Regions from separate parts of the Zea mays genome. Here region 2 is linked to region 1. The links are chromatin contacts, called in public Hi-C maps. All regions are on one chromosome and are shown on one strand. Each heading gives the region's core, a stretch centred on a gene start, on an enhancer-like site or on the middle of the called end of the contact. The rest is flanking DNA. Distances are from core to core; before and after follow the strand shown. Region 1 holds the start of LOC100501975. Region 2 holds the start of LOC103652737.

Region 1 (3,166 bases), core at 321-2,820:
CAAACATACAGCAATGAGATGAAGAGGAAGCGAGGACACGAGTTTTTCCATGTCCACCTACAACAAAGAACAGGTGTCAGGGAATTGGACATTGCAGGTTTGCAACATATGCAAACATTTTGTACATACAAGTGTCTGCTTTGGACCTCCGCCTTCTGCCTTGGACTGCAAAACAAAGTTGTCTGACTCCTTCAGCATCTCATTAAGTTCTTTAGAGCTTAACCCACTAAGCTCTTCAACAGCAGACACCATGTCTATCATCTGAACCCAGAACAACAGGGAAACTATTGTGATCCAGCAAGACCATGAGACTTCTATGGTGAAAGATCCTACTTATGCTAATCTTCCAGAAGTTAGAAGTAGAACAAATATTTTTTTGTGCAGTAGTCAAGAAGTGGGAAAACAAGGTCATGAGACTTCTATTCTATGGCTTGCAAATGAATGTGCTTGGCACATCAAGCAATATGTATATATGATAGTTGAAAAATATCTATTAGAATCGAGTAATTTCCTAGTGTATGTTGATGAAGCCCAGTTTTTTTTCTCGAACACGCAGGAGAGCTGCACATCATTATATTAAGAAGAAGAAAACAACAAAAGTTTAAGCCCAAAGATGAACCAAATACAACACCTCCTCATGGAGACCAGTAGCAGGCATACAGAAATAGTATCTTTAGTAGCACAGTCCAATAAACTTTTCATTATCACTCAGCCTCCATACCCTATATAAAATGGGGAGTTTAAACTACCTATAAAAAAATACTAGCTTGAATTCAGAGTTACAATATTATATTAGGGAACAGATATTTCCAAGGAAATATGCATGAACAAGCTCTGCGTGAGCAGTGCTGCTTAGCTGAATGAGGAAATTTGCATGAACCGGTTGTCCATACTCAAATCACTTCCATACAAAGGTTATGCATACCAGCCCAAAGAATATGACGAGTGGGGGGCCCATGGCAGACCCACTGACAAGTGACAAGTTCGTATAGACTTCGTGTATAGTGGATTAAAAGACCCTAAAAGAGTAAAAAGTCACAGTACTATATAATTTATTATCTGTAAAATTTAACTCCTTCCCACTGTTCTTGGCATCTGCCGTTGTAGGTGGGAAAAATGGGAGCGGCAGTGGATTCGTAAAAGCGATTCCAGTAAAAGAAAAGGCAAAAACAAATGAAAAACAAAGGTGCTCTTTTTAGCCCAAATTATACAGGGCAACTGTGAGCATCAGGCTACGATGTAGCTGCGCATCAAATCCAGCTCAGAAAAACCTAACCCGGGGAAGCAAGCTGCAGCTAGCAAGTACGTGGTGGGTCATGGGGTGGGGGGCGGGAGACTCGGGCCGCGGTGGGGGAGGAGGATGCTGACCTTCACTCCTTCAGCCGGCGTAGCGATGACGCAGCGGAGCCCGAGGTCGGCGGATCTCCGTCCGTCCGCTCCGCACCAGCCGAGCCGCGGCGAGGATGGGGGCGGCGGCAGAGGATGGGGACGAGAGGGATGGGAAAGAGGTTGTGGCAGTCGGCGGCGGCGGTGACAGGAAAGCGAGGACGGAAGCGGCACGGCCGGCGTCGGGAGGTCTGCAACCTGAGACTGAGTTTTTCTTTTGTATTTGTTTCTACGTACAGTCTTATACTCGACCGAGTTGTTGCTATTATTTACCATTTTATAAACAGTACTAAATTAGAATTATATATATCAAATGCTGGAATAGCTCAGTTGGTTAGAGCGTGTGGCTGTTAACCACAAGGTCGGAGGTTCAAGCCCTCCTTCTAGCGTGTATAATTTTTTTCTTTTCCAATGTATTTTATTTATCATAATTTTATCTTTTATAATTTTAGCCCTCTTTCTAGCGTGTAACTTTTTTATATGCATTTTGATTAAAACATATTATCATAATTTTATCTTTTCTAATGCATTTTGATTTTAGCACTAAAACATCTTTATCAGAGTGTCAATGCATTTTGATTATAACATATTTATCATAATTTTATCTTTTCTAATTTTAGCCCTCCTTCTAGCGTGTAACTTTTTTATATGCATTTTGATTAAAACATATTATCATAATTTTATCTTTTCTAATGCATTTTGATTTTAGCACTAAAACATCTTTATCAGAGTGTTGTTGTACAAAAATAGACCCGCTATATCACGGTCAAGAGGTTCACGCCCTGCTTCTAGCATGTAATGTTTTTTTCTATAAAAATCAATACAAAAAGGATCTTAGCATTATAAGATAGTGTATTTTGATTTTAGCCCTGAAACATCTTTATCATTGTTTTATAAGACCGACGTGCTCATCTCTCAACCTAAGAGATAACCCTAAGTCGGTAACCTTTTCTTTTAGCAACGCCAACCCTTAAACCATACACGAACTATAAGAGCCGGCTCTATCCAGTGGACTTCTAAAAAAAATACACATTATTAGTATCAGTATTTTATCAATTCTATTAAATTATAGACTAAAATATTAAAATCTATCCGGACTAGGATATCACATCCTAGGTGTTTGAGGAGGCCAATGCCAATGCAGTTTGAACTAAAACATTGCATCAGTCATCAACTATTTCCTCTTCATAAGATTCTTCCGCGAGTGTGCAATTCACACTAAAATGGATTGATAATTTATATACTCCCGTTACAAAATATTAGTCGTTTTATTATTTTGTTAGATTCATACAATACTTAATATATATATTTTATACATAAAATTGGAAATCTAAAACGACTAATATTATTTTAGAACGGATGAGTATTTATTAAGTTGGAGACGATACATATATAGTGATCCGATGTACAGAGTATTTTATAAATACGAACTCATTGATAGCGACGAGATATCAATATGCACAGCCGTTTGGTCGCTGGTCAGTTAACTAGCCTACATCAACATGTACATGCTACCAAGTTGAATCTACAAACCTAGATTTACACCAAATATTATAACCATAAGCGAAGCCAATTTACAAAACTTCTGCTGAATTAAAGCCCCTCGATACGCTGGTTTCAGTTCTCATTGCCAGGAAGCAATGGCAAGCTGCTCTCAGTGGGTGAACCAGGGACGAAGGGAACGAAGCCACGGCCACCAAACACCGGCCGCATGAAACTGTCATCGAACTTGCGCCAGTAATGGTGGACGGACCGTGCCGGGCTTACTAGGAGAAAACGG
Region 2 (2,887 bases), core at 40-2,539, 130 kb before region 1:
TGTCGTGTCAGCAGATAGAGCTCACAAAGCTTGCGGGACTACGCCAGCTAACCTAGCGAGCGAGAGTCCTGCAGCTCCAGTTGTCTGATTGTGACCACACATTCTATTCATTCTAGCCCTTGTCTTGCATCCACACAACGAGAGATGGAGAGTCGTTACATTTGGAACAATTCACACCGCGCGCGTACTTGTTCGGCTTTGTCATCTTGGATCTAAACTTGTTCCGCTTTGGTCCTGCTGAGGAATTCACAACGCTTTGTTCGACGCAAACTCGGTCTCGGCGGCGTGCTCGATTCAGGCATTCAGGCACGAGGAAGAAGACGGGGCTGCCAACAGGGGCCCACCCGTCGGCGGCCAAATACGAGTGATCGCGCGCGCGAACCCGAAGTCCCGAAGTGATGGGCGACTCCTAGCATTACGCTTACGCCTTCACTCCTTCAGCTGGTTGGTTGGTTTCGGGTGGATCCAGTAAACGAGCGCGGACTGGACTGTGGCCGGCTCGGCCCGTTCGCGTGGCGGCGAGGGCAGCCGGGGGCCGTGTAAACGGATGTTAGCCCACGAACAAAATACAAAAAAAATAGAAATCTTTTGTATTTCCAGAAGAAGAAAAAAAAGAGAATTCAAATCCAATTTTAAAATCCCAATTTCAAATCTGAATCCACACAGAATAAATATAGTGCTCCGGCTTCCAGTACACAAACATGATATTTTTTTTTTACATTTGCCCATGCATGTATTTATTTTTTTGGAAATAACTTAAGTTCCTAATACATATTAAAAGCACTTTAATTCAAATAAATCTTTCGGGAAATTCTATTTAGATTCCGAAAAAAATAGAAATCTGGGTGTTACAACAATAGGGCATCCCGGAGAGGTTTCAAACCAAAAGGTTGAGTACTTACCGAACGTACGTGTCCGACATGGCATTGTACATGACATGATACAAGGAAGTCGGATAGGCCTACAAATTAAGTGTACATTCGAGTGGCGGTACACTTGCCGGACGTATCCAGTGAGACACCAGACAAAAGCACCAGTTAAATATTATAGTAATGACTAGTTTTTGGCAACCATTCATTATCACCACAATTACAGACATTAATTGTTAAAGATATATTTGGCAACCAAGCATTAATCGCTAAGAATTACGCCAGAAACCGAGCAAGAGAATAAATAGTGGCGAAATCTATATACTAGCAGCGCCAGACTGCCAGTAGTGCAGACAATAAACTGCATCTATATGCTGCCATATATATGCATCCTTCGTCTTCGTGTGTGTATATATATAGAGCAGCATACAACAACGAACCATAGCAGAAGACCATCCATCCCCTCTGATCTTACCGCTTCCATCGATTTCCACAGATCTTGAGCACCAGAGTTTCGGTATGGTGACAGCAATTACCACACGCAAGATTATTATTCTCATGGTTGCGACAGTAGCCATGGTCGCTCTCTTCCCCGCCGGTGAGCTCGATCCCATCCCTCTGTCTATTGTTCGTTTACACCTTTCATCAGAAGCGTGGTGGTACGATACGAGCGAGAGAAGTGTTGTTTGATGGCGACATGGGTTTTGCAGGGACGACGGCGGTGAAGTACGGTATGTGCCAGACGCAGTGCCAGGAGATCCAGCCCAACTGCGACGCATGGTGCAAGAGGATAGGCTACCCCAAGGGCGGCGAGTGCATAGCGCCACACTACCACAACTGCTGCTGCTGGCTGGTACCACCGTCGTCCGACTCCGATAAACAACTGAATGGAACGGCGGCGGGGTCGTTTCACAACCGCACGTTACATGTATGACGACTTTAATTTGTTTGTCGTTGTTGGTTAGTGATTGGATGGTTTTCTGAAATAAAGAGTATATGCGAGATGTTCGGTATTGAATTTTGGGTGCCAATCACTTTGTACCCTGACAATCAAATTCCGTGTGATTGGATGCCTCCTTGCGCGCAGACAGAGCAAGCTTGGCCGCCCAAATACTACGGGTGCAGCCAAATAAGTCTAGGCTGTACCAGTGCATGCACGTCTAGTCTTCTGAGTGCAAGGTACTAAATATGGACTGAGGTCAATACATACGGAGAGTCTGGCTCTCTTGATGCGGGTAACCATACACACGCATAATGACCGGAAACAACCCTGTCAGTCCGATATAAATTATGAGGATATAGGTCGAATCCCACAGCGTGCGGAGCAGCTCGTCCGCCTCGTCACATTAGCGTGCTTACAGAAGATGACCGAGATGAAGAGATCAGTCTCGACAATGCCACAAATAGGGATGAAAGTAGATATCTGGATTATTTTACAAAATTAATATTTTAAAATAGTTATAGGAATAAATGGTATCGGAGCCACCTAAGAACCTTAGATCTCCTAATTCGAGCATTAAGAGATCAAGTAAAATGTCTTGGGTCACAAGTGATTAAGCTCAGAATGTCTTCATTGCTTAAACCTTCCTAGAAAGATAAGTACATAGAAGGAAAAATGGTTTCGAGTTACGGTTTCTAACCCTAGGTCATCAATCTAACCGAAAACGACACAGAGTGTCTCGGTTTTAGAACAATGAACCAAAAGAACACAAGTCAGTAGTCTAGGGTTAGGGTTTCCTAACCCTAATCCCAAAAAGTAGTCGCATATTGGGCTCAGACATCACGACCCACAACCAAAGATCAACAGAAGAATGAACAGAAAACGACAAACCGGTTAGGGTCAGAAAGCCTAATTGTTTAACCCCAGATCGACCGGATGAAGTGCATAGAAGTACTATCCAAGCACCCGAGAAGTCTTTGGACCGAATCCACATCACAGAAACGAACAGTGGGGACCTAGATCCATGAACAAGCACCTCAAGAACTCGATCCCAATGTTACATCATATACATTTCATA

What was found. Hi-C and Micro-C count contacts between places; a contact is called where the count stands out from the background.
Region 2: a Hi-C map of leaf mesophyll shows a contact between it and region 1, with 4 times the contacts expected there. The contact joins the promoter of LOC103652737 here to the promoter of LOC100501975 in region 1. A contact is called at or near these places in 11 of 25 Hi-C or Micro-C datasets (bundle sheath, ear, endosperm and 4 more).

The regions. Positions count from the first base shown.
Region 1 is chr4:4,731,740-4,734,905 of Zm-B73-REFERENCE-NAM-5.0, reverse strand. It overlaps LOC100501975, which reads right to left and starts at 1,570. Exons shown (of 17, transcript NM_001363201.1): 1 at 1,369-1,570; 2 at 130-261; 3 at 1-57. The coding sequence starts at 261. LOC100274279 (sodium/hydrogen exchanger) reads right to left here. Exons shown (of 13, transcript NM_001148643.2): 13 at 2,806-3,166. The coding sequence ends at 3,004. TRNAN-GUU (transfer RNA asparagine (anticodon GUU)) reads left to right here and starts at 1,702; the gene lies at 1,702-1,775.
Region 2 is chr4:4,861,508-4,864,394 of Zm-B73-REFERENCE-NAM-5.0, reverse strand. It overlaps LOC103652737, which reads left to right and starts at 1,289. Exons shown (of 2, transcript XM_008679696.2): 1 at 1,289-1,467; 2 at 1,580-1,896. The coding sequence starts at 1,389. The coding sequence ends at 1,803.